Regions from separate parts of the Sus scrofa genome. Here all the other regions are linked to region 2. The links are chromatin contacts, called in public Hi-C and HiChIP or PLAC-seq maps. All regions are on one chromosome and are shown on one strand. Each heading gives the region's core, a stretch centred on a gene start, on an enhancer-like site or on the middle of the called end of the contact. The rest is flanking DNA. Distances are from core to core; before and after follow the strand shown.

Region 1 (6,773 bases), core at 969-3,468, 400 kb before region 2:
CATGTGCCTTGTAAATGATTCCTAACAAATATTTCTGATTTTCAGTGATTTTGAGATACGTTTTCCCATTGGTCCCCATCCAAAGTGATATGAAGTTTCTCAGCAATCAATGAGTTTTTAAAAATGAGACCTCAATACTGACAAGCTGAAAATTTCACGAAGGACAAACATGGGGCTCTATTTAAATACGAATGGGTTTGATGACAGCCCATCAGTTCTGAGCATCTGTGCATCTCATCAGGGTCACTTTGTAATAAAAACTTTCATGATGGAGAAGGTGGGGGCCTCAGTCCAAGTCAGGGTGGGGAAGCATGAGAATAATAGCTTTTTTCCTGTCCTAAAGCTTTTTCCCATGTGAGTGATGCTGACAAGTGAAACCTGAAAAGAGAGTTTATCTGAGGCAGGATGTGCACGTTTGCCCCAATTTTCTTCTGGAGACAAACTGCACCAAATGCTGCAAAGTCAGATTAATATCACATTCTCTGTATGTGTTTATTATGAGTAAAGAGTATCTATCTGCTAGTGTACAAAGCAGGAAAAACAGTTATGCACTGTGGCTCGGTTTGCAGGTCTATTTTGAATGATAGTCATTTTTTAAATTCAATCAGGGCCCTAAACCTTGACTGCAGATATCAGAGGGTGAGGTGGTGCCTGGTGCCAAGACCTTGCCTGAAATTCAATTATACTATATGCAGAAAGAAACTTAGGGAGATTCTTCTCCTCCTAGGACAGTAAGCAAATCAAATGTCCTCAACAAATAAAGCACAACTCGGATAAAAGTGAGAAATGTGCTGATAGATTTTTGAACTTTCGGTCAGATTATGTTTAGCTAGTCCATGTTTACAGAAGAGAAGTTTTGGTGATGGTAGGAAAGAAGACATACGACATACGATAACTAAGGACAAATATGAGATCTCTGTTCATAAATAGAACTTGCTTTATTTGATTAGGAGAGAAGAATTTCCCATAATTTACAGGCAATGTAAAGAAATGGGTTAAGCAGTTACAGCGCCAATACATTCCTGAGACTTCAGGTTCTATAACATCCCGGGCAATGGGCTGTATAAAAAAAGATTTTTTTTTTTTTTAAGACAGTGAAAAGGTTCCAGAGGTAGATAAGATGAAGTGAGTTCAGGCAACCTCAAAATCATCACAAGCTAAGGATATCAAAGATTAAACTAGTCCTCTCAGACTACATAAGCATCAAGTTCAGGGATTCCAGCCACAAGGCCAAGTAGAACTATGCTAGTTAAAGAGGTGAAATGGCTTTCCAGATCAGGAATTAGCCTCCATTAACAAGGCCACCATCAAGTAAAGGACACGGTTAATAATGAACTGAACTGATGGAGAGACAATGGAATTAGCAGGTATCCTTTGGAAACTATCTACAGTCTTTTTTTTTTTTCCTTCAGTGAGGAAGAACTTCCAAATTCTGCTCTTCATATGTAGATGTGTTTTTAAATGCCCAGCATATGTTTATGAAAATTAAGCATTAATGAATAATTAGTATTCAATTCATTCAAGGCAAAAAAATATAGACTAGACAGAATATTTAGTTCTAACAGCTTTAGGTTCAGAGAACGTCTATACTTACCATCCACGAAGGCCTGCACTGCTTTATCTACATTAAAGTCAAACTGTTGTAGCACCAGGACTATTTCATTATTGCTTTTGTTGGGAACAACTGATCGAACTGCATAGATCTGGAAAGGAAAGGCAAAGAAAAAGAAAGGTAAGCATTTTGAATATAATTCATCCATGACTCTCTCACTGGCTAGAGTAATAACGTCAGAAAGGCCTTAAAAAACCACCTAGTCAATCTTGGAGCCATCAAGCACACTCTAGGCATTTCAGACCGGTAAAAATTCATCCTGGTAATCACCTTGATAGCCTCTTTATTTGAGTACACATTTCTACAAAGATGTCCTTGTTAGGACTGGAGTAGCAAGTGTGAAAAGCCAACTCTGGTTTTGCAATCTACTCCCTCTTCTCCCCAAATCCCTGCCTCCCACCCCCAAGACTCCAGATGCATACAAGATGTGTTTTCAGTGAGGACACAGATAGTTTTCTGTCTCAGGCTCTCTTCTCCATTGGCTCAGGAGGTATTTTTGGAAACTTGACAGAAATAGCCTCATGCCTCAGCTTCTCTTATATGCACAGTGGAGACAGTCATACTGAGGTTCCCAGAAGTATGTTGTGAAACTCCATCAATGTTTATAGAGACAGAAGAAGGTGGGACATTGTAATTTTGAAATAGCAATCTTAGCTATTGTGAGCGGAAGTCTGGCACTTGCCATCGGCCTCTCTGTGGAGTCAAACATGAGCCACTGTAGCAACAAACCTGCAGCACCACCCCGAGTGGAGCTCAGGGTGGAAACCAGGAGTGAGGCACTCTGTGCTCTGGGAAAACTGAAAAAACAGGCCTTCAGATAGTCAGATATTTTTATTTTTACTTTTATTTTTTTGTCTTTTTGGCATTTCTTGGGCCTCTCCCACAGCATATGAAGGTTCCCAGGCTCGGGGTCCAATCGGAGCTGTAGCCGCCAGCCTACACCACAGCCACAGTGATGCGGCATCTGAGCCTCGTCTGCAACCTACACCACAGCTCACAGCAACGCAGATCCTTAACCCACTGAGCAAGGCCAGGGATTGAACCCTCAACCTCATGGTTCCTAGTCAGATTTGTTTCCTCTACGCCACGACGGGAACTCCAGGTCAGATATTTTTAGAGGAAGATCTTCTGTGCCCAATTCTTGCATCTCCTCATGCCTAGAAAAACACTAAAATCCTTCATGGTAATGTCTGCTCCTTGTGACTGGTGGTAACCTTCAGGAGAGCAGCAACAAACTTTTGTAAAATGAGTGTGTGCTGCATGCACCTCCCCCGCCCCCCATCACATCCAGATATTCCCCCTTTTCCTCTTTGGGTGGTATTTCAGCCCTGGCTGTAGTTAAGGATAAAGGATGTCACAGTCATCTGTAAATGCAGTTACCTCCAATGGTGAAAGCAGGTGAGTCCTGCAGGCTATGAAAACTCAGGATGCTGGCCCTGATAGCTGATGTGCATATCAAAGGAATGATTTCCCAGACCTCTTTTGTTCCAGCTACCTGTCCTTTGCTGCAAAGACTCCTATATAACCTAGCTCCTCCCGCACAGCCTCAGAGTGGCTTCTTCTTTTTTTTTTTTTTTTTTGTCTTTGGTCTTTTGTCTTTTTAGGGCCGCACCTGCAGCATATGGAGGCTCCCTGGCTAGGGGTCTAATCGAAGCTGTAGCCACCGGTCTACACCAGAGCCACAGCAACGCCAGATCTGAGCCGCGTCTGCGACCTACACCACCGCTCATGGCAACGCCGGGTCCTTAACCCACTGAGTGAGGCCAGGGATCAAACCTGCAACTTCGTGGTTCCTAGTTGGATTCGTTAACCACTGAGCCACGACGGGAACTCCCAGAGTGGCTTCTTAAGGCTACCTGAGATGCTTCTCGAGTCCTTATTTCACCCCAAATAAAACTTAACTCTCATCTTTCAGGTTGTGGATTTTTTTTAGTCGACACCATCATCTAGAACATGTTCCTAAACACACTTCTGAAAATCAAACATTTAAAACAGAAGAAGTGGAGTTGCCCTCGTGGTTCAGCAGAAATGAATCTGACTAGCATCCATGAGGATGCAGATTTGATCCCTGGCCTTGCTCATTGGGGTTAAGGATCCAAGAGGTGCCTTGAGTTGTGGTGTAGGTGGCAGACACGGCTCAGATCTGGCGTTGCTGTGACTCCGGCCTAGGCTGGCAGCTGTATCTCAGATTCGACCCCTAGCCTGGGAACCACCATATACCGTGGGTCTGGCCCTAAAAAGACAATAAATAAATAAATAAATAAATAAATAAATAAATAAAACCGTAGAAGTAAATATATACGAGAGCCAAGGATTTCAATTGATTAAGCTGATATTCAATTTTTAATGACCTACAGGTATTTCTTAATCGAATTTTGCACATATTCTTTCTTCTTGCCTAATATAATTCACTGACCTTTATCTCACAGATCTTGCAACTACTATAGGATGTCCTATCCACATTAGCAAAACCTGGCACACCCAGCTGTCCCTTGAGGGGATTACTGCAGCCACTACTGACAAATATGAGCGTGCGACAGGGTGCCCAGGTGAGCAGCATCCACGAGGCTCATCACAAAAGCAATGTACGATCCTGACATGTTTTCATCAACCGTTACATTATGACCAGTTGAGTTTTAGAGTTACATGCAATTTACTGTAATCAGATTCATGGATTATGGACTATATATGCATGATAATGTGTAATGTGATTCTACTGTTCAGAATCCCCCATTAAGCTTATAGCCTATTTCCTAATTGTTTTAGAAAGTAAGCAGCCTACTCCATATGGATCTCTATATAAGAGTATTTAGATTATAATGAGAAAGCAGTGCAAGATACGAGTTTATAATTTTTAGAGCGTCTGACATTGTAGCAAGCCGGCTTACAATCTTGACATTCATAAATGCTAACTCTGTGGGTTTTATCAAAGATTCTAATACAATAGACATATGTAGTTGTATATACGTGACTCAGGAGTCTTTCCATTTTTTTCTAGTTTCACATTTTATGATTCTTAGTCTTTCTAGCCTCTATATTAAAAAATATCATTAACTTTGTCAAATCTAAGTTCTTTTTCACTTTTTCTCTTGCTCTCTTTAAAAATCCTTTCAGTGAATATTTTTTTGAATGCCTATTGTGACAAGGCACCAAGCTTCTTACAGATAAGAACCTAGAGGGGGATGCACATATGAGAAATGATCATACACATAAATATATTCTTATATGTTGTGACAAATACAAGAGGGAAGAGATGGATGGGAAAGGCTCTTCGGAGTTTCTATTGTGGCTCAGTGGGTTAAGAACCTAACATGGTGTCTATGAGGATGGAGGTTCGATCCCTGGCCTTGCTCAGTGAGTTAAGGATCCAGCATTGCCGCCAGCTGTGGCATAGGTCACAGATACCGCTGTGACCTGGTGTTGCCATGGCTGTGGTGTAGACCACAGCTGCAGCTCTGATTTGACCTGAGAACTTCCATATGCCCCAGGTGTGTCCTTAAAAAGAAAGAAAAAAAAAAAGGGAAAGGCATTTTAGGCAGAGGGAACAGCATGAGTGAGAGGCCAGGCTCAGATGAGGAGGGAATGGGAGGAAGGCAGAGGCTGAGGGTTTGAGAGTAAAAGATGAGGCCAGAGGTGGGGCAGGGACCAGATCAGGCAGCCTACAAAGCTATGCAAAAAACTTAGGTCTTGGGAGCATCCTTAACCATCCTTTAATGTTGTCCTTTCTTCTTCCTTCATCATGTTCGAAGGATAGCTTTCTTCCTCTTCTCTCTGTCTCTAATCTATCCTTACCATGTACAAATTATATATATAAATACATATGTATATATCATTATATGTAATGAGCTATATATTACTATGTAAGTTAAGGTATGCATCACGTTGATATTATACATGTATATAATGCAAAATGATAATCACCATAGCATTAGCTCATACCTCCATCCCATTAGATAATTGCCACTTATTTTATGATGAGAACATTTAAGATTTATTCTCAAGTATAAAATATAGTATGTATAGCTATAGTCACCAGACTGTACTTTATTTTTTATTTTTATTTTTTTAATCTTTTTTTTGGCTTTTTGCTATTTCTTGGGCCGCTCCCGCGGCATATGGAGGTTCCCAGGCTAGGAACCTGGCTGGCCTATGCCACAGCCACAGCAACATGGGATCCGAGCCGCGTCTGCAACCCACACCACAGCTCATGGCACTGCTGGATCCTTAACCCACTGAGCAAGGGCAGGGACCGAACCCGCAACCTCATGGTTCCTAGTCGGATTCGTTAACCACTGCGCCACGATGGGAACTCCACCCGACTGTACTTTAGATTCCCAGAACTTGTTAAGTTTATACCCTTTGACCAAAATCTCCCCATTTATCTCTCTCTTTTTAAGAGAAGCCAAGATAGGGAGAAAAACAAGGAAAAAAACCATCTGCACGCAACTAAAGAAAGTCATTCACAGTGCATGTTCAGCAGTAAATACAATTGGCCTAGTAGGTACCTGTGCACTGGAGATATGTACAAACATTACATGTTATCTAATGTAGTTCTTTTAAATAAAGTTCTAACATTTCCAGTCACTATGACTGGTTAGTATTATATAAAATTTCTTAATAATTACAATTCTTATTACCACATCAGTCACACCCTTCTAAATAATACAATGCTTAGTTATTAGTTACATTAACTACATTATAATTACATTAGATCACATGATCCAGCAATTCTACTCCTGGGTATATATCCAGAAAAAATGAAAACACCAATTTGAAAAGATACATGCACCCCAATGTTCATAGCAGCACTATTTACAATAGCCAAGATACGGAAGCAACCCTGGTATTCGATAAAGAAGGATCACAGAATATTAGCCATAAATAGAATGAAATCCTGCCATTGTCAGGAGCAGGACAGACCTAGAGGATATTATGCTTAGTGACATAAGTCAGAGAAAGATACATACTGTATGATAGATATCATGTAATATCACTTATATATGTAATCAAAAAATAAAACAAAAGAATGTACATAGCAAAAACAGACTCACAGATACAGAAAACAAAATAGCGGTTACGGGTGGAGAGAAGGAAGTTGGGAGGGGCAAGATTGGGGCATGGAATTAAGGATACAAATGACTATGCATAAAAATAGATAAGC
Region 2 (6,702 bases), core at 2,788-5,287:
GTACACTGAGCCTAGGTTTCTTCCTTTGACAAATGGGGGTAGTAATACCCATCTGACTGGCCGGTGTATTACTTTCCTATGGCTGTCATAACAGAATACCACAAACCAGATGACTTAAAATAACAGAAACTTATCCTCTCATAGTTCTGGAGGCTGGGAGACTAAAATCAAGGTATCAGAAGGGCTATGTTCTCTCTGAAGCCTCTAGGGAAGAATCCTCCCCTGGCTCGTCCAGCTCCCCGTGGCCCCTGATGTTCCCTGGCTTAGGGCAGCATAACTTCAGCCCCTGTCATCTTTGCACTGTCTTCCTTGCCGAGTCTCTGTTCTCTCCTCCTGTAAGGCCACCGGTCATTAGATTTAGAGCCAACCCTAATCCAGGATGATCTTGTCTTTATCCTTAACTAATTACATCTGCAAAGACCCCATTTCCAAATAAGATCAAATTCTGAGGTTCCAGGTGGACATGAAGTTGGGGCGGGGAATGGGGAAGCACTATCAACCATAATGACTGGTTAGGGGGTTGAATAAGAAGGTTGCAGTTAAAGTGTCTCATGTAATACCTGCACGTTATACATCTTTAAGAAATACAGGGGTGGTTATTGGTTTTTTGGGTTTTTTTTTGCAGCAGTAGTCATCATTGCTTTCCTTTTTCTTTTCTTTTTTCTTTTTTTTTTTTTTGGCAGCACCCGCAGCATATGGAAGTTCCTGGGCCAAGGATCAAACCCAAGCCACAGCAGTGACCTGAGCCACAGCAGTGACAACACCAGATCCTTAATCTGCTGCACTACAAGGGAACCTCCCTCATTGCTTTCCTAGGAAATAAAGAAAAAGATCTGATTTGAGAACAAAAGGACAGGCCTGAGGAGCAGCAGGGGAAGGATAGTAGAGAAAAAGTAGGAGGTTTGGAATGTGGGAGGAGAAAGTGCTCAGGCGACATTCTTTACTGCCTGGGTTTGCTTGGTTCCTGAGCCCTCAGAGGCCAAGGGCTGGGATGCACTGGGGATTAGACAGGAAAGCTGGACGCCTCATCCTGGCCCAGCCTGGCCATCTCCCCATGGTGGCCTTATTTCCCTGAGGGAAAAGAAACCAAAGAATCTGGGGAAAGAAACTCTATGTTGCCCACTTCTTCTGCTCCTTCTGATACAGGTATTTCAGAAATTTTCTTATGCGAGTGGGAGAAGCTCTGCCTCTGAAGCAGTGTGCCGGGGCCCCCTCCCCGAAAAGTAAGTGAATCTCAGTGCTGAGTGTGGAGAGAAACTCCTGTTATTTCAGAAGATTCCTGAGCCCTGGAAATGAACCAAGCATAACACAAATATGAAGCCAAAGGCAGCTGGAAAAGTTAGGCCCCTTCCTCCCCAAACTCAGAATGATGGGCATCCTGGATGTTTGAAAATTTAGTCAACACAATTCTGAAGACAACAAAAGAGCATCCTGATATAAACTGTACACTGCCAGGCACTGTAACTATTAGTTTGGATGTAAGTGTGGCACATGTTTATATCACCAAAGAGACTGAAGGGCGAGAGGTGAGTCATGACCAAAAATTATTAGGATAAAGATTCCCTGGAAGAATTAACTTCTTTCCTCCAGAGACTAGCCTAGTAGCCTGTCAGTCAGGTGTTTGTTTTTTGTTTTTTTGGTACCATGAACACTTTGACGGTCTGGTGAAGTCCCATGGGCCGCTTCTCAGAATAATGTTTTAAATAAAATAAAATTAAATTGCATTAAAATATATAAGACCACCAAGCAAACTAATGATATCAAAAGACAGTAACTAAAATACCAACGACAAAACTATGAATTTGTGATATGGTGCATAAGCATTTCTTTCTTAGTGGATTAAATCACAAGATCTAGCAACAGGTCCTACAGCTACTGTCGTTTTGAAGCAATGAAGGATATAAATGATTCTTCAAGATCTCTGCAGCAACTGTAGTGGGCTTGACAAATATCCGTGATTTGTTGCCTACATTCACAATTGAAGAAAGTCCTAAATTTCAGTTAGAGGTTAGTGAAAATATACATAATTTTTTTCCCTCGTCCAAGTTCACAGGACTATATTCCTAGAGATGGTTGTCCCCCACATTTAGAGCCCTTATTCTGAGCAAACTTTTCAAAAGTACCCAATTTTTGGTGGGGCTCTGCCAGCAAGCCCGAGCACCAACTCAGTTATATTAGCAAAGGCGGCCCCCTCCTGGCCAAAATGCACATGGCACTCATCCGAAAACATTTAATTGGCCGTGTTAGAAAACAATAGGTCAGGCAATTAATTCACTGACTCACATCAAGAAATGGAGCGCGGACGGCTACTTGTCAGCCAGGCCCCGGGGTATCTAATCAGTACAGATTTAAAAGCCCCATTTGGCTTAATGAGAAAGTGCTGATGGTCTGTGCGATTGGTCATTAGCAGAGGAGGAGATGCCAGACTAGATGGCTGTTTCTAAGGGGACGGCTTTCTCCTCTCCCGGTCAACGGCAGTAAACCCTGCAGATTGTTTAAAGGTTAGATTTCCCCATGGGCTTGTCTGACTGGGGTCTTTAAAACCTGCTTGGAGCTTGGATTCAAGGGCAAAGGAAGGAGAGGAGATATGAATTCAGGACTTGGTATGTGCCAGAAACCAGACTAAGTATTCAGGTACGCCGTTGCAGTCCGTTCCCAAAACAGCTCTGCATGAAGTTCTTATCGTCTTTAGTTACTGAGGTAACTGAGGCTTGGAGAGGAAAGTTGTCCCTTGCCTGTGGTCACAGAATGAATGGCTGGGTGGGTTAGGGGGATGGGTAGCCCACCTGATGCCCAGTTTCTGCCACCAGAGGCAATGAGATTCCCACATCAGGGTCCACTAGTGTTAACGCAGAGTTCTGGAGCCTGTCATGGGCTTCCAGTGGCTGGCTTCCCACTTACTAATGGCGTGAACTTAGGTTTAGCCATCAATCTGTGCCTCAGTTTCCCTATCTGGAAAAGGAGGATAACAATAATACGTATTGTTAGGGTTGTTGTAAAAATTAACTGTTAAACCCCTTGAACGGTGCCCAAAGTCTGTAGACATTCAACAGAATACAGCTATTATTACTCTGAGACAATATTGCCTCCTGAATACCAAACCTTCAACACCCTAAACCAGCGTTCCTCAAGGACAGGTGATTTCGTTCCCTGTGGGAAATTTGGTTATGTCTACAGATATTTTTGGCTGTCATAGCTAGAGAAGCCAGCAATATTGTTAAAAATTCTACAGTTCTGGGACAGCCCCTACATCAAAGAATTATGTGACCTCAAATGTTAATAGTGCCAAGGCTGAGAAACTCAGCCCTTAGACCGAACATTAGTGAGGTGGAGGATATTTTGCTATATACGATGAAGAGCTACGTAGACACTGAAAGCCCCCATCCTAGTGGAGGGATGCCAGGCAATAAAAGCATAAATAAACTGGAAACTATTAGGTGACAGTAAAGGCTGTGATAAAAATAGAGCAGTGTGGCAGATACAGAGTGATGGGTTAGGCACTTTAGAGTGGATGAGCAGAACGTTTCCTCACTGGAGGGGCATTTAAACTGGACCTGAATGGCGAAAAGTGACCAGCCATTGAAGATCTGAGCAAGGAGGCTGGCTGGCAAAGGAACAGTTCCTGTGAAGGTGTCAAGGCAGGGACAGCCTTGATGGGACTAAGAAACAGAAAGGATGGGAAGACAGACAGTAGAGGTGGGGAGGGAGATAGGGATGCAAATAAAATCCCAATAAGGCCCCACAGACAGCTTACTTTGGGCAGCCCTACTTCCTGGTGTACTCCCTGGGAAAAAATATTGCCTCTAAGTACTTGACAATAACCAAAATATATGATTTGTTCTGTGAAATACATTTTAAGTTGGTTTTAATATCATTGCTTCCTTTAGGAAGCAATAATAGTGCGTCTCTTCCTTAGAAATGAATTAGTTAGCAAGGTCAGTTAATGGATCTGCTTACTTCCGGTTTCAGATAAACCACATTATGTCTTCCTGTAGCATGGGGGTTATTCAAATGCAGTGCCATAAAACGGAAGTTTAAAAGGAAGGAGACCAGAACACAGCTCCATTTTGCTCTCTGTTGGAGCCTTTCAGCTGCCCTGAGTACAATGCAATATTGCAACACGTATTTCAAGAATCAATAAAGCCAGGAGGTGGGGAAGAGGGCAGTAGTGTACCAGCCTTGCCCGTGGCTACTCTGCACTCACGTCAGAGGCCAAGGAAAGGCCCATAAAAGGAATCGATAATCTAATTCTTCCTCCGTTTCTGCTGGATTTCTCACAGAAACCTGAGCCAGAGTTGTAATTTATCGAGCCAGTAAACAAAGTAAAATTTGATAGATGTCTACCAGACTGATGGGTTTATGAAATGGAAGGGGGCAGTCAGGAGGAGGATTCTATTTTTGAAGATGGGATAAACTGTATCCAGGGTCTTCCAGGCTGGAATGTGTGTGAGGTAAACAACAGAAAGCCAACCCTCAGAGGTCTGGACACACTGTTTGGTGCATCCTTAAACAGCTCTGGATTCCAAGTCTTCTCTGGGTGCTCTATTACAGTTAGTTTTAAAAAGTTTGTCAGGCGATGTTTGGGATTATTACCAGACCCCAGTTAGAAAGCACACGGGCTCTCTAAAAGCTCTCTCTCAGTTAGTGAAGCTGACAAAGCTAGACTGGCAGCTATTTCCCAGAGTCAGCACTGGTTCATGACTCAAGTAACTCAATCAGGACAAATTGTGAATTGTCTCCTGCTCTTCCTTAACCTTAGGACCCCAAGTTTTGTTCAGGGCAATAAATTGTACCCAGTTAAAAGACTATGTTTATATTTCCCAGCACCACTAAAGCTGTTTGTAGCCACATAATTAACTCCCAGCCAATGAAATTAAACAGAAGTGTTTTGTGTGACCTCTCAGAAAGCTTCTTAAAAGACAGATGATGTATAAACTTTCTCATTCTTTCCTTGCCTCATTCTGCTGCCTGGAATATGAATATGATGGCTGGACCTTTACCAGCCATTTTGTGCTATGAGAACAGCTTCATACCCTACGGAAGGAAGGCAGTGATGACTAGAGAGAGGCTGGATCTCCAAGGACTTTGTGGTGGTAGCATACAAACCTAACCTAAAGTATCCTATCTCTGGACTTGTGTTATGTGTAAGAGAATCAACTGCTTCTATATTACTTAAATCATGATTTTTAAGTTTTTGTTTAAGAAAGCCAAAACTAATCCTGAATGGTACACCAATATTTGCATAATCTGCCCACATTGAGAGATGATTTATCAAGACTAAGAACTCTCATAAAGTCTCATGTTATCTAGGTTTCTTAAAATTATTATTTCAAAATAATAATATTTTACAATAAGACTGACACTATATTAGGTTTTAGCTGACCAATTTTGACTTCATAAGGGCCCCCTATTAATCTAAGGGGTGTTTGAATGCACCTCGGCAGATCTCATCAAGTGAAAAGAATGGGATTCAGATGACCTGAAAAAAAGGGGACCTTTTTCTCTTAAAACTGGTTTAAGACATCTGGAATCATTGGTATACAGAAACAGAGACCCTCATCATCAGGCTGCTACATACAGCAGCATATCAATAATTCTCAGCTAATACCGTGTCACTAACACAGAAAGTCCTCTTTGCCTTGAGCCTCCTGATCGTCTGATGCAATGGTGTGCACTGACTGGCCCTACAGTGGCCATTCCTGGGGTTAAAACAAGAGAAGTAGCTCCTTGCAGCATGTGGTCATCATCACTGTGGCTCACCAAGTGCTTCTCACTCCCCACCTTCCAGCCACCTGACAGAGTTGTCCTTCCTGGATCTCAGTGGTTGAGGGGGGCTATGTTCTGGCCAGTGAACTGTATCACTTCCCAGTTTGGCATGTACGGCTCCCGTGAGACCCTTCAGAATTGTATCTTTCCTTTGCCATTGTATCAGGTAGTGGCTGTCCACCAGCTGAGTCCAGGAAGGCAAGGGATGCCACTACCAAGCAGGGTCCCCAAAGGTCTTTTATTGAACATATAGTGTGGGCTAGAAATACGTCTCTTTTGCTTCAATCCTGTGGGATTTCAAGGTTGTTACTGCAGCATAATCTATCTATTCTCCTGACTGGTGCACTACGCCATCCAGAAAAAAACCTTCTGAGGAGGCAGTAATCACAGAGGAACCGAATGATGTAATCTGTGGTTCCAGGAATCAGAGGACATGTGGGTAAAATTCCCTCTGATCTGACTCATCCATTTAATCCTTTTAACAGCAAGAAATTCAGTTCAAAACTCTTCTTTGTTGTTGTTGAGAAGTTGTCTATAACATATCTATCTACAAAAATCTGTCAGTAAACAAAGCAGTCCTCCCGTTTTTCAGTGACCTCAGACTCTGTCAAACTTACTGTGATCCCACATTTACATTCCATACACCACTGGCTCCACCGTGTGGTGTTCAGAATAAATAACATTTATCATAGGACTATAAAAGCAAGGTCACGTATTCAATAACACCCTTTATGCCTTGAAGGGGGCCTGCACATCATAAAAAAAAGAAAAGAAAAGAAAAATCCTATCCAACTTGTGAGGGCATTCAATCAAAAGGGAGAGGGAAAATATTTCTGTCATGTGATCTAGGAAACACAACAGTTCTGAGACTCACTCATGACTTTGTTTATTCAACTAATATTTACTGAGTTCTGCTCTGTTTCGTTTATTGTCCTG
Region 3 (6,776 bases), core at 281-2,780, 470 kb before region 2:
CTTGTGGCAACACCAGATCCCTTAACCCACTGAGCAAGGCCAGGGATCGAACCTCCAACCTCATGGTTCCTAGTCGGATTCGTTAACCACAGAGCCACGACGGAAACTCCAACGACATTTTGAATTGCTGATTCATATGAGAACATATTATACTAATAGACATGTATTTTACACATAATAAACATATATCTGGAAAGGAAATATTTTGAAGATTAATCATGGATGATTCAGTCAACAGCTTGCATTTCTTTTGCACCAAGTAGTTTAAGGGACATCTATAGAGCACATTTGGCCTTTATGAGAAGAGTTTTGGGAGTAACTACGGGGCCTTGGTGCAGCTGAGGTGGAAAGGGACAAACCATCTCTTAGGGGTATCAGGAGTCAAAATCAAATTCAGAATGTTCCAGTAACCTGAACATTACTTTATTTGGGTGTGGTTCCCTCGGGGTTAGGTTCATACATTTTGCCTCATACCAGACTCTGTAAGCATTAAAGAGTTGGTAACTCATCATAACCCATTGCTCTTCCTGGAAAAATAAAAAATTTTTCAAAGGAAAATGTGCTTTATAAATAGTGATTCAGTATCCTTACTTTGGAAAAGTAGGTTTGTGTGGTTGTTGGGTCAGAGGACACAATGGAAATTCTGAGTGATGAGTGGGATATATATGTATTGCTCACATAAAAAATAGAATTGACTCTATCCTTGCAGGGAATCTGTGTTGAAAACTGCTTTGCCCTGATTAAACCTGGTTATTTATATGGTAGTGAGCCTGAGGCTGGCAGTAGGGATCTACCGAGGACTTCGTTTCATTTGTATTTTTCAATAACAAATTTTTGTTCCAGTATTGCCTTAAGTTATAGTTTATAAAGTATTGTCATCTATTTTATTTCAATGTGCTGATTTTGCATTTTAGTTTCAGAACAACGTAATGAAGGCAGTCTTTTCCAATCCTTTAAAGATCAAGAAAATGAGGTTCAGCAAAGTTAAGGCTGTGCATAAAGACCCCTCTACACACACACATTTTAGCCATATAATCTGATTTCCATAGAGTGACGCAGCATCACTGACCAAAGGAAAAGCTAGAAGGAGGAAGTAGATGTAAAAGTGTGAATTTGTTTAATATTTAAAGTTTTTGAGCAGGAAGGTATTATGGTATTAGATTACGTGTCTGTCTTCTGCTAGACAGGGACTCTGTCGCCTGGTACACAGTAGGCCTCCAGTAAATTGCTGACAGGGCCAACCCCTTGTCCCCCCAATTATTTTATAAAATGGATCTGGTTGCAGTCTTCAAGGGGTGCAGAAACTGATTTCTGACCTTGCAGGATTTATCCTGTTAGAACAAAGGAGTTGCTGGTGAAAGTTCTTTAATTCGGTCATTATTGCTAATGACCACAATTACCATTAGTAATGACCGTAACAGTTATATAACTTGTCAGGTTGTTTAGAGTAATTCAGAGACTGTGGATCATGAAACCCCAGAGAGGTCAGACACACTGCCTGACTTCTGAGAAAGGGGAAAGGCAGTCTCTTCTTGCATTACTGCTCCTGCTAGAATTGCTGATGCAATTTCCTTTTCATTCACAGACTGAATCCCATTGCTTCCTTAGCGAGTGCTCACATTGAGAAAATGGTTGATTCACTTCCCAGTCCATGGTTAAATACCATATAATTATTATCCAACTACACTTTGATTTCTAAAGAAGGAATTCATGTACAAGCATATTTGGCTGTCCCTGAGAAACTGTTTATAGAAAAATTTTATTTAAATAACATTTTGTTTTGTTTTGTTTTGGTATTTTCTGTTTTTGTTTGGTTTTGTTTCAGCCTCGGCCAGGGTGTGTGGAAGTTCCCCAGCCAGGGATGGAGCCTGTGCCACAGGAGTGACCCAAGCCATTACAGTGACAATGCTAGATAATGCTAGATCTTTAACCTGCTGCACCATGAGAGAATTTCCTCAAATAGTATTTTGAATGTGCACAAAGACTGTGGTAATAAATTGTTTCATAAAGGGGAATGTGCCAACATTTCTATGAATATGAGGTGCCTTATAAAGGATTGCCTTAGTTATTACGCCTGCAATCCCTTTGAATAGCTTTAATCTACATTAAGTGAGGATGGGGAAGCAGAAAGAACGCACTTAGTAAAATGAAAGGAAACGGCTTCTACTCCAGCAAATGGAAAGTATTTTTAAATGAGTTACATATGTGTATTCCTAAGCTAACCAGGAACTTTTTAATTATGGAAACTACTGTCATTTCCCAAATGCTGAAGACTGTCAACAAGTTGCTGATTCCTCAGCCAGTGAAGAGTGAATGAGTGATTCTATGTTTTTTTTTGGGTTTTTGTTTTTGTTTTTTGTTTTTTTTTGCTTTTTAGGGCCACACCTGTGGCATACAGAGGTTCCAGGCTAGGAGTCGAATCAGAGCTACAGCTGCCGGCCTACACCAGAGCCATAGCAACGCCAGATCCGAGCTGCGTCTGCAACCTACACCACATCTCACGGCAACACCGGATCCTTAACCCACCGTGTGAAGCCAGAGATCGAACTGGAAAACTCATGGTTTCTGCTGTGCAACGTTGGGAACTCCAAGTGATTCTTTGTTGAGGGCTGCCTGTTTCAATCAGATGAAATCAAATGCAGGATTTCAAGCCTGTTGTACAGCCAGAAAAGGAAACATCATGAATTAACTAACAGGGAAAAAAAATGTGGTTTCCAGCTGTTTTTAGAATTTCATATTCAGGGAATTTGGTTGGTGGTGCAGCCTCAGAGAGACCATTTTCACGTAGAGCCCTGTCAGCCTCATGAGCTTTGCATGGTGCACATTGTTACAGAAAAGCTAATCTTTCTTTGTTCACATGTGTTGCCTCAGACAGCCCATACACATTTCATATTCGCTAGCTAGACACGAGCTGAGGTAGGCTGGAGCTAAGACAAACAGAATTTTACAGTAACTGTCAGTCAATACTCTGTCCTACTTGTTTATTTAACAACTTTTCATTTTATAACATGGCTTCTCACACTTTCCCTTCTTTTACCCGAAAGCCCTCTACACCTTAGTAAAGTTTCGCTCAGCGACAGAGATGAATTTGGGGACCTGAAACGGAGAAGAGAAACTTGTTTTAAACAGAGAGCACTTTATAGAAAGAAAAGGTTAGCATGTTTGCTAAAGTTGGAAAAAGACGGATATTGCTGCCTTCTGAGAAGATTCTTGAATATTTGGAGCTTCTGCTTCAATCGCAGCTCTTTCAAGAACTTATCCCTTAATTTCTTGGAAAATGTGAGAGTGCAGCTTCTATGTAGATGACATGAAAGCCCGAGGGCGTCAGAAATTGTATTATTTAGACCCCAGCTGTGGGCCGGACGGTCTGGATTTGGTAATGGAGCCTGGACCAACCAGGAACTCAGCAGAGCTGGAGGAACAGGGCAGCCTGTCCTTGCTCATCCACTGTTTGTTTTCTTCCTCCAAATCCCTCGGACCCTCAAGGTCAGGGTTTTTCAACCGTGACACAGTTGACATTTTGGACTGGATAATTCTTTATTGTGCACAACTGTACTGTGCACGGCGGCATGTTGAGCCGCATCCCTGCCCCAGTTGTGACAATCAAAATGTCTCCAGACTTTTCCAAATGCCTCTTGGGGGTGGGGGGAGGTGACACAAAATCAATTACCCCTATTTGAGAACCATTGCTTTAGCCGGGTGGCTTAACCTGAGCAAAATACTTGTAACTGCCTCTCCTAATTGGGGGGTGTGGATGAGGAAGAGAACATTTTAGCTGTCAGTCATAGGCAGGAGTGGAGCCCTGGGAATTGAGAGAGAGGATGATACTAAAGGAAGTATGGCTCAGGCTTGCCAATTAAAAACTCCTAGTCTATCTCCCTTAGATTTCTGGTTTTGGTTGCCACTCTAACCAAGCAACTATCGAATAAAAACCAAGATGTATTCTTCTAAGCCCTTTATATATTAACATTATTATTATTATTTGTCTTGTTGTCTTTTTAGGGCCATACCCGCAGCATATGGAGGTTCCCAGGCTAGGGGTCCAATTGGAGCTACAGCTGCCGGCCGACACCACAGCCACGGCAATGCAGGATCCGAGCCATGTCTGCTACGGACGCCACAGCTCATGGCAATGCTGGATCTTTAACCTACTGAGCAAGGCTAGGGATCGAACCCATGTCCTCATGGATGCTAGTCGGGTTCATTAACTGCTGAGCCATGACGGGAACTCCTCATATTAACTTATTTAATACACCAACCCTAGGATGTTGGTGGATTATTATTATCACCATTTTATTTTTTTATTTTTATTTTTTGTCTTTTTGCCTTTTCTAGGGCTGCTCCCATGGCATATGGAGGTACCCAGGCTAGGGGTCGAATCGGAGCTGTAGCTGCCGGCCTACACCACAGCCACAGCAATGCAGGATCCGAGCCTCGTCTGCAACCTACACCACAGCTCACAGCAATGCCAGATCCTCAACCCACTGAGCAAGGCCAGGGATCGAACCCACAACCTCATAGTTCCCAGTCGGATTCGTTAACCACTGAGCCATGATGGAACTCCTATTATCCCCATTTTATAGGTGGGGAAACTGAAGCACGGAGGGGTTTGGTAAGCTCCCCAGCATCCAGTATAAGGCAGAGGCAGGAGCCACATGCATGTCATCTTCCTCGAGTCCAGGCCCTTAAACCCTGTTTTAGACCCCTTGTCATAGGAGCTTGCCACTCCCCAGACAAGAGCTAGATAGGACATAGAGGTGTCTGTGTGCTACAGAGCTATGATTTATTTGTCAAACACTTTTCTTTTTTTTTTTTTTTTTTTTTTTTTTTGCTTTTTAGGGCCACACCCAAAGTATATGGAAGCTCTCAAGCTAGGGGTTGAATCTGAGCTATGGCTGCTGGCCACAGTCACGGCCACAGCAACACGGGATCCAAGCCGCATCTGTGACCTACACACACCACAGCTCATGGCAGTGCTGGGTCCTAGACCCACTGAGCGAGGCTAGGGATTGAACCCCTATCCTCATGGATACTAGTTGGATTCATTTCCACTGCACCCCAGCAGGCAGTCCATATGTGTCAAATACTCTTAAAGGGCTTTCTAAGGATATCAACTCTTTGCCTCCTGGTTCCAAACCTGCTCTTCACTGCCCTGCTTGTGATGCTGGAGCTGGACCCCATGAATGCTTCCCTTTAGCTGACCGGCTTTGACACTGGAGGGTCAGGGCAGGAGGAGCACATGCCCCTCTGTTCTTGCTCCTGCAGCAGGTGCCTGGTTGGGGGTGTGGGACCCCCACAGGCCCAAGTTACACCAGTAGCAGCAGCTTCCAGTCCTGTGGGTCTCCCTGCTGACTCGCCAGATTACTGGACAGCACTCCTGCTGGAAGCTTCCTGCCAAATTCTGCTGGCGCCCCAGCAGGAGTCCCAAGGAGTTCAGTGTCACCCCTGCTGGTGGAACCTCCATGGCTTGGTCTCCATGGGTTGACCTCCCCATTCCTTGGGGAAAGCTCCCCAGTGCCCTGAGTGGGCTTCTTGCTGGCTAGCACCTCAGTGAGCTTTTTGGCCTCTAGTGCCACAGCCATCCCCTCCCCAGCAGGGTCAGAACCTCAGCCTTGGGGGACAGGGATGGGCAGGGGTGGGAGGCTCTCCCAAACTTGTTCTTTCTTCTGCCTCAAGCTCTAGTATAACCATCCCATTATCTGCTATTCTGTTTTCCTCAATTACTAATCCCTTGTTATTATTGCTTCTTATATACATTGCATTTCTCTCTGTGTAAACTTCCTCATATAAATTTATGAAGTGTCCCCATTCACATTACTCTGTGGTTACTGTCTCCATACAAAGTGCCAGGCATTATTCCAAAATACTTTGCAAATATTAACTTATTCAACCCTTGGAGACAAACATGGTTACTGGTCCCATTTACCCACGGACGTATTGAGGTGTTGAGAAACGCACCCAGGTTTACCCAGCCAGGAGGTGGCGGGGCTCAGGTGTGAATGCAGGCAGTCTGCAAGGGTTGGAACTTAGCTGCTCTGCTCTCTTCTCATCTTCTCTAGGCTTGACTTACTGCAGTATTTTGAACAAGCCATTTAGACTCCGGAATTTTCTAGACGTATTAGAGTTGGTCATTCTTTCATGTCTGCCCTCTCTTCCTTTTATTTATTAAGTATCTACTGTCTGTCTGGCTTTAGCAGTGGGATAATGATGGTATTGATCAGCTTTTTACATAATAATAATAATTTACCGAAACTGTCTTCTCTCAAAAGCCTAGGAATGGGTGAATCTAACCCAAACGTAAGCACCTGAAGTTACGGTAGTTTTCAGTTTTTGACAGGAAAGGCTTTTTACATTTACTTTCTGTAGAGATTCTTTGGTCATTGTTGCAGTCGTGGTTCTGAAATATATATATGTATGTATTTTTTTTTCTGCCAGAAATCTACATACTCTCTCAGACAAACAAATTTGCCGTTGAATTTAATTTTCTAAAAACTGTGTGTGGTAAATTCTTCCGTGAAATTTGAACTCAGTGGTGGCACAGAAAGCACCTCTGAGCTCTGGGAAGAAGCAGAGTTCACAAACAAGGGGGCTCTGAAAATCACCAAAAAGATTTATGAGAACCTTGTGCATTTCTCCGATAGTGTAACTGGGTCCAGACAGAGCGCCTTTGCCTGAGGGGCTGCTGTAATGAGATTAAACTCTGGTTTGGGCTGATCTGCCTCCAAGGACTGGGGACTTGGCTCTTAGAAACTAAGAATAGACAGAAACTTCCTTGG
Region 4 (6,480 bases), core at 1,977-4,476, 340 kb before region 2:
TCAGATTTGTTTCTGCTGAGCCACGACGGGAACTCCTTCTTGGTTAAAATTTGATCCAAAAAATAGAAGTTTCCTTCATTTCCTTTGGCTTTCTCGAGATGAAATGTCCATTAGGTCAACTGGTATCTGAGATTTGCCTTCACTTCCACATGAATAAGACTTCTAGCAAATGCCCAAAGCGCTCAAATGTCTCCTCACGCCTACTACCTACGTTTGTGCCATCGTCGAATGCTACATCAGAAGAAAATTACACCAACGCTTCATACGGTGGGTTTGCCTAAGTTCATTTACTCACTTAAAACTATTGATTGAGCACCTACTATGTGCAAAGAACTGTTCTGGGGACTCTGTTTTTTTTTCTTCTTCTTTTTAACTTCTCCAGGTGTGTGTCCTTTCTTGGGTCTTTGGATATTCATGCTTCTGCCTTCCCAGAACATCTGGATTCCTGCTCCATGGCAACAAAACTTATTTTCCTTCTATTTCTTCTCTGTCAAAACCTGCCCATGACCAACCTTTTCTCGATGACACATTAGTAAAAACAGTTTTCTCTATCTTTCGATAATGAAAACTTTTCTTATTTTCCTATAATACTAGCTAACATATCGAATTAGGTATGGGAATTAAAGAATCAGAGCTACGAGACGAAGAACGACATTGTTTGTAAACTGCATCCCTTACCACCCACTGCAAGAATCATTGGCCTTAATGATGGAAATAATTAAAATTTTAAAAGAATATAGGCAAATCTATAATAGTCATCCATAAGGGGAGTGATTTCAGGATTTGAACTTTATTTATCCACATACCCCATATTCAGCATAAAAATTGGAATTTACTTTCAATACTAGGACATGTAAATACAAGCATTACATCTTTAATTTCTTTAAAATACCTTTTGTAAAGTAATTTTAGTGATCTATAATCAAAGGCAAAAGCTGTCCCCTCCAGTGAACCATCACAATTTATTTTCCATATGAAACAAAACTATACGCTTATTTTCTTGAAAAGTACAGATTTTTTTCACCGAGGTTTCTGTACCAAGTATTTGAGTCATTAAATCATTTTCACTGGGTGTGATCTGAGCTTAGAGCAACTTGTCAGTAGAGAAACAGCAACTCCATTTTTCTTTGGTGTTTTCCTGATGTGCTGCTAACAGACTGTGCTCTGTCTACACAAGGTCATGGCCACCTGACCTGGAAGTGGGCTTTGCTGAGTCAGGAGGTCAGAGATCATCATGGATTGCTGAATAAACAACAACACATAATGAAAGTAATGGCGAGTGAGGGAAAGAACCCTAATGGTAATGAGAGGGCGAGCTAAGCCAAATACAGTTTTATCCAAAGATAAAAGAAATTCTGCACTGGGCAAGAAAATTTTCAGCGAAGAACAGAGAATAAAATTCACTAGTAGTGAGTGTACTTAGAATACTGATGATATTGCTGTTTTAACCCATCAGGTATATCATTTCAATAATATTGAGCAAGTCTGAAGACTTTGAAAAAATTCGAAAAAATTTCAGTCTGTTTTCAAGTCTTGGGTTGGTTACAATTACCAGGAAACAGAAAGCAAATTTTAGGAAAAATTTATTGCACCTATAGCATCCCAATAAATTACTACTTCTGATTATTACATATAATAATGAAATATCTAGATATGTTTAATTAAGTAGCAAGAGGTACTGGAGACATGGTAAGAATCTGATTCCCATGACAGTAAGTGTTAGGAATATAGAAGGAAGCAACCTCCAAAATACATAAGTTCAGATGCAAACTTGTAGTTTGACATGGATTCCCTCATCAGAGATAATGCAGACATCATGCACGAGCTACTGCAATGACTTACACATGATATTCATACTCCTACTACGAGCATGTTAAGAGATCTCCTCTTTTCCTTTTTTTTTTTTTTTTGTTGTTGTTGTCATCTTTTAGGGCTGCACCTGCAGCACATGGAAGTTCCTAGGCTAGGGGTCGAACTGGAGCTGTAGCTGCCACCTTATGTCACAGCAACTCAGGATCCAACCGTTTTTGCAACCTACACCACAGCTCACGGCAACGCCAGATCTTTAACCCAGTGAGTGAGGCCAATGTCCTCGCAGTTCCCATCATGGCTCAGTGGTTAGCAAACCCGACTAGCATTCATGAGGATGCGGGTTTGATCCCTGGCCTCCCTCAGTGCATTAAGCATCCGGTGTTGTTGTGAGCTTGGTGTAGGTCACAGATGTGGCTCGGATCCCACATTGCTATGGCTTTGGTATAGGCTGGCAGCTACACTTCCAATTGGACCCCTAGCCTGGGAACCTCCATATGCTGTGGGTGCGTCCATTAAAGACAAAAAGACAAAAACAAAACAAACAAACAAACAAAAAAACACCCTTGTTCTCATGGATACCAGTCAGGTACATGATTACCCCTGAGCCGTAATGGGAACTCCCTCTTCTTTCCTTTTATTTTCGTATCATATATTCCACACTATTAATGTACAGTACTATGTCCATTGCTAAGTCAAGTTCATGAATAATCAGCAAATTAAATTTTTTCTTCTTATTTGATACTGCTATTCTCGTATAATGGTTTATTTAATTAGCTTCACTTGAAATTCTTAGTAGGGCAAAAGATTTCATTAAGTCCCTCTAGGTAAAAACGGATGGACCTAAGAACAAAACCTTGGACATAAATAGAATTCATCATCTTCTCAGGCTTAAAAGACTCCTTTTGGATATGCCTGTCAGTGTAAATGAAGAGAGTATCCTGCAGAAAAAGAAACCCTTGCATTAAAGACAGAAATATCAACACGAGAACAGTTTTGAACCTATCGACCATTAATGTGTATAAGTGGATGAAGTGAAATAATCAATCCATGTTCAAGAAATGACTTCCATGGCAATGCTCCCAACTTATCATTTGTAAAATACGACAGTTAATTTATGGTTTCCGGATGGCTAAGGAATGGCATTAGAATCCCAATATGTTCCTGTTTGGAAAGAATTTCATATCTCAGTGAAATTTCTCCTTTTATAAATGATGAAATGGAGCCCCTAAGTATATAAGAAACTTGTCAAAAGTCACACCCTAGAAAGTGGCAAGGTTGGGACTTCAACACAGATCTTCCATTCTCTGTTCATCCAAGCAAATTTTACTGAGCACTTTCTATGTACATAGGCCTGTGCCACGTCCTAGGTAGAGGAGTAATAGTGAATGAAACATGGACCCTGGCCGAGAACTTTGATTCTGGTGAGGGTGACGAGACAAGTAAACAGGACACAAGTCAACACAAGCTATTAGAGAGGAGGTGCAAGGTTTTATTAGATCACTTTGACTCAGCAGTGGAGGATGGGAGCAAATGGCTGAGATTAGGAGGATCAAGGGAAGCCTCCAGATGGATGAGAGCTCTAAGCTGGGCCCTGAATTAGCCAGATGAATGGGGTACAGTGAAGAGGAAAGAAAGAGGAAGGATATGACCTCAGCAGAGGGACCAGATACACCAGAGCCCAGATGCAAAAGAGATTCGGGGCTGACCGGGATATTCAGTGTTCCTAGAACTGAATGAAGAGAGGAGAGATGATGATGCAAGAGAGAGAAAGTGATTTAAGTGATGGAGCCTCAGTTTTATCCTGCGAGGAGCAAGGTGTCTCTGCAGGGTCACGAGTAAGGGACTGAAGTAGCTGGGTGCATAGTTTAGGAAGGACTCAGGGGCAGTGGGGGATCAGATTGGCATGAAGGGCAAGGGAAGTCTGTGAACCCTTGATTTTGCAACATGGATGTCCTGGTCCTTAGAAAGAAGAAACGCCCTGATAAAAAAGACATAAACTTTGGTTGATCCATCATCCGTAGTAAAACTCGGTTATCCGACGTCCATCACTGTAGAGCCTGAGCATCTTTGAGCTCATGGAAAAAGGCCAATGTATGGACCTTGAAGGCTAAAAACTAGGCTTTGAAACATGGCCTCAGTGTAAAGGTCCTGCTGAGCAGGTCCCCACATGGCAGTCACAGCACTGTCCCAGCCAAACCGGCTCCAGCTGCCACCCTCTCTGAGCCCCAGGTCTCAGCTGGAACTGCGGGTCATCATACCTGTTCATCTATTTCACAGTAATATGGTGAAGACACTTCTCCATCTCAGCAGAAAGTGAGAGTAAGAATAGCTCTTTTACAGGGATGCTGTGAGGATTCGAAGATAACATCCGTAAACATGTAGCTTTAGCGCTTAAGTAGTAGGAACAATTCCATTGGCTCCTTTTACTGTGATTATGCAAAAACTGTCCTCTGTGAAAATAACTGCATCAACAAAGAGAGAAAAACCCGTGGACTTCTCTTCATTCACACCAGGCTCCACCCAACGGACTTAATGAAGCAAGACAGCGAATGTTCCATTGTGAAGATTCTCATTTTCAGCGGGATTTTCTTTCTTTCTTTTCTTTCTTTTTTTCTTTTTTTGTCTTTTTGCCTTTTCTAGGGCTGCTTCCCCCGGCATATGGAGGTTCCCAGGCTAAGGGTCTAATCAGAGCTGTTGCTGCCGGCCTACCCCACAGCCACAGCAATGCCAGATCCAAGCCACTTCTGCGACCTACCCCTCAGCTCACGGCACTGCTGGATCCTTAACCCACTGAGCAAGGCCAGGGACCGAACCCGCAGCCTCATGGTTCCTAGTCGGATTCATTAACCACTGCGCCACAACGGGAACTCTGGGATTTTCTTGGTCATAAAAAAGGAGGAGAATGTACCCCCCAACACACACACACACACAGCCCTTAAGTTAAAAAAAGGACATGGTGCACCTGGATTCATGCTTCCCAGCCCACTCAGGTTCTCACTGGAATGCCCCTCTGGAATGGCAGCCCATTAGGGCTCCCCCTCCGTCACCAGGGTGCTGGGCATCTGGTCCTTCTCTCCTCCCTGTTACTGCCAAGACTTCCCTTCTCCCCAGAGCCCACCAGGGCTTTAGGCTATTCTTCAGACAGGGCAGAAGAGGGGAGGAGGATGGGGGGAGAACAGCTTTGGGGAAGGACCTAAGGGTTGGTGGTACCTGGAAGGCACTGAAAGGAACATCCCACCATAGAAATAGAAAATCAATACATGATGAATCCAAGGAGATATCGACAAAGTCCCCTGAAAGTGACAAGGCCAGGTGAAGGCTTGAGTGTTGTCACTGATACAATCAGAGGAAGAAGTCTCTCAGCAACCCCTATACGGGCAAGGGCACTCAGGGTGCCAGCCTTGCCCGCCTGAGCATCGCCAAGGTCAGGGTATGTCGCACTTTGTTCCCAATGCAAAGTACGGCTTACAAAAACCTGTGCTGTCCATCATTCTATTCTCCTCATTGAACAGGAGAGGAAACTGAATGTATTCATTTTCTACTGCAGCTGGAACAAATGAGCACCAACGCGGCAGCTTCAAACAACACACATTTATCATCTTATGGGTCTGCGGCTCCACAGGAGGATCTATTTCCTTGCTTTTTCCAGATTCTGGAGTCTCCCCACATTCCGCAGCTCGTGTCCTCTCCCTCTGTCTGCGAAGCCACAACTCCCTCACACTCTTACTGATTTTTTTTTTACTCCCCAAGAACTATTTTTCACCCCAGGAGGGAAATACAGCCCCCGTTGAGAAGGCACAATCTATACAAACAAGAATAATAATACTGAAGTCGAACCTACTGTTTGTCTTCCATCCAAATCTCTCCAAGAGTCCTTCCTCTGTGGCGGGGCAGCCACACACTTTGGATGGGACGGATTCAAGGCTCAAGAGCTGACCCCCGAAAAAGTGGTGCAGGGAAGGTACACACTGGGCACTCAATAAATGAGCATATTTATTATTATTGTATTATGACTCCTCCAGCAGGCCATGGAAATGTTAAGATCTGTCTACTGAATAAATGATCAGCTGAGAAACACATTTTAAATGCAATTTTTTAACATTCCCCATATACTTAAATTAATCCAATACTTAGGTAGAGCTATACATTTATTTTTTGCTCCTACTTAAAATAATGGATGTCCCTGATCTAATTCCGCCTTGGTTTTTATTACTTTTCTCGATAACAAAAGCCAGAAAAAAAAAAAAAATCAGATGTTGCTCCTAGCAGTTTAAATGGATAAAAATCAGTGTGACTGTCAAAATCCAGGTGGGTCTTGTCAGGTTGAGATGAAAACCAGAGTTACATTCGAAAAAGATGAATGTGGACACTAACAGGAAAAAGCGCCTGGCTAATCAAGTAAACAAATATGACATGCAAGTCCCAGATGGAGTATGTACAGCACTGTAATCAGGAAAGGGTCTTTTCACTGTTATTTTCCTGGCACTTTCTTGAAATAATGCAGGTCTTGCAATGAGGTGGTAGCAGTAGTACAATTTTAACCATTGTTTACAAAAGCTTAAAAATCTTAACATTTTCATTCACTGGCATTTAAAAATTTTTATTCATGTTTTTCATTACAGGGCCCATATAGACATTACTGCCCTTTTCAGAGAAGGGCAGCAATTC

What was found. A called contact is a pair of places that touch in the nucleus more often than the background predicts. HiChIP or PLAC-seq counts read pairs in DNA pulled down with a chosen protein or histone mark.
Region 1: a contact with region 2 is called in an H3K27ac HiChIP or PLAC-seq map of alveolar macrophages. The contact joins two enhancer-like sites. A contact is called at or near these places in 2 of 2 datasets of contacts at active chromatin or transcription factors (alveolar macrophages and skeletal muscle).
Region 3: a contact with region 2 is called in an H3K27ac HiChIP or PLAC-seq map of alveolar macrophages. The contact joins two enhancer-like sites. A contact is called at or near these places in 1 of 5 promoter capture datasets (liver), 29 of 47 Hi-C or Micro-C datasets (adipocytes, adipose tissue, alveolar macrophages and 18 more) and 2 of 2 datasets of contacts at active chromatin or transcription factors (alveolar macrophages and skeletal muscle).
Region 4: a contact with region 2 is called in a Hi-C map of liver, with 6 times the contacts expected there. The contact joins two enhancer-like sites. A contact is called at or near these places in 4 of 47 Hi-C or Micro-C datasets (embryonic fibroblasts, liver and skeletal muscle) and 2 of 2 datasets of contacts at active chromatin or transcription factors (alveolar macrophages and skeletal muscle).

The regions. Positions count from the first base shown.
Region 1 is chr15:103,989,621-103,996,393 of Sscrofa11.1, reverse strand. SPATS2L (spermatogenesis associated serine rich 2 like) reads right to left here. Exons shown (of 13, transcript NM_001177916.1): 4 at 1,595-1,703. Among named protein-coding and RNA genes, the nearest start is that of KCTD18, 110 kb to the left of the region's middle. Within about 2 kb of position 2,218, at least 2 of the 83 cell types and tissues checked have an H3K27ac peak or open chromatin away from gene starts, as enhancers often do. A contact at or near this core is called in alveolar macrophages, where this site is marked.
Region 2 is chr15:103,596,251-103,602,952 of Sscrofa11.1, reverse strand. No RefSeq gene overlaps it. Among named protein-coding and RNA genes, the nearest start is that of MAIP1, 21 kb to the right of the region's middle. Within about 2 kb of position 4,037, at least 17 of the 83 cell types and tissues checked have an H3K27ac peak or open chromatin away from gene starts, as enhancers often do. A contact at or near this core is called in alveolar macrophages, liver and retroperitoneal adipose tissue, where this site is marked.
Region 3 is chr15:104,063,990-104,070,765 of Sscrofa11.1, reverse strand. KCTD18 (BTB/POZ domain-containing protein KCTD18) reads left to right here. Exons shown (of 7, transcript XM_003133574.5): 7 at 1-558. Among named protein-coding and RNA genes, the nearest start is that of KCTD18, 32 kb to the left of the region's middle. Within about 2 kb of position 1,530, at least 9 of the 83 cell types and tissues checked have an H3K27ac peak or open chromatin away from gene starts, as enhancers often do. A contact at or near this core is called in alveolar macrophages and retroperitoneal adipose tissue, where this site is marked.
Region 4 is chr15:103,936,492-103,942,971 of Sscrofa11.1, reverse strand. The region is part of intron 2 of SPATS2L (spermatogenesis associated serine rich 2 like); the gene reads right to left. Among named protein-coding and RNA genes, the nearest start is that of SPATS2L, 60 kb to the right of the region's middle. Within about 2 kb of position 3,226, at least 3 of the 83 cell types and tissues checked have an H3K27ac peak or open chromatin away from gene starts, as enhancers often do. A contact at or near this core is called in liver, where this site is marked.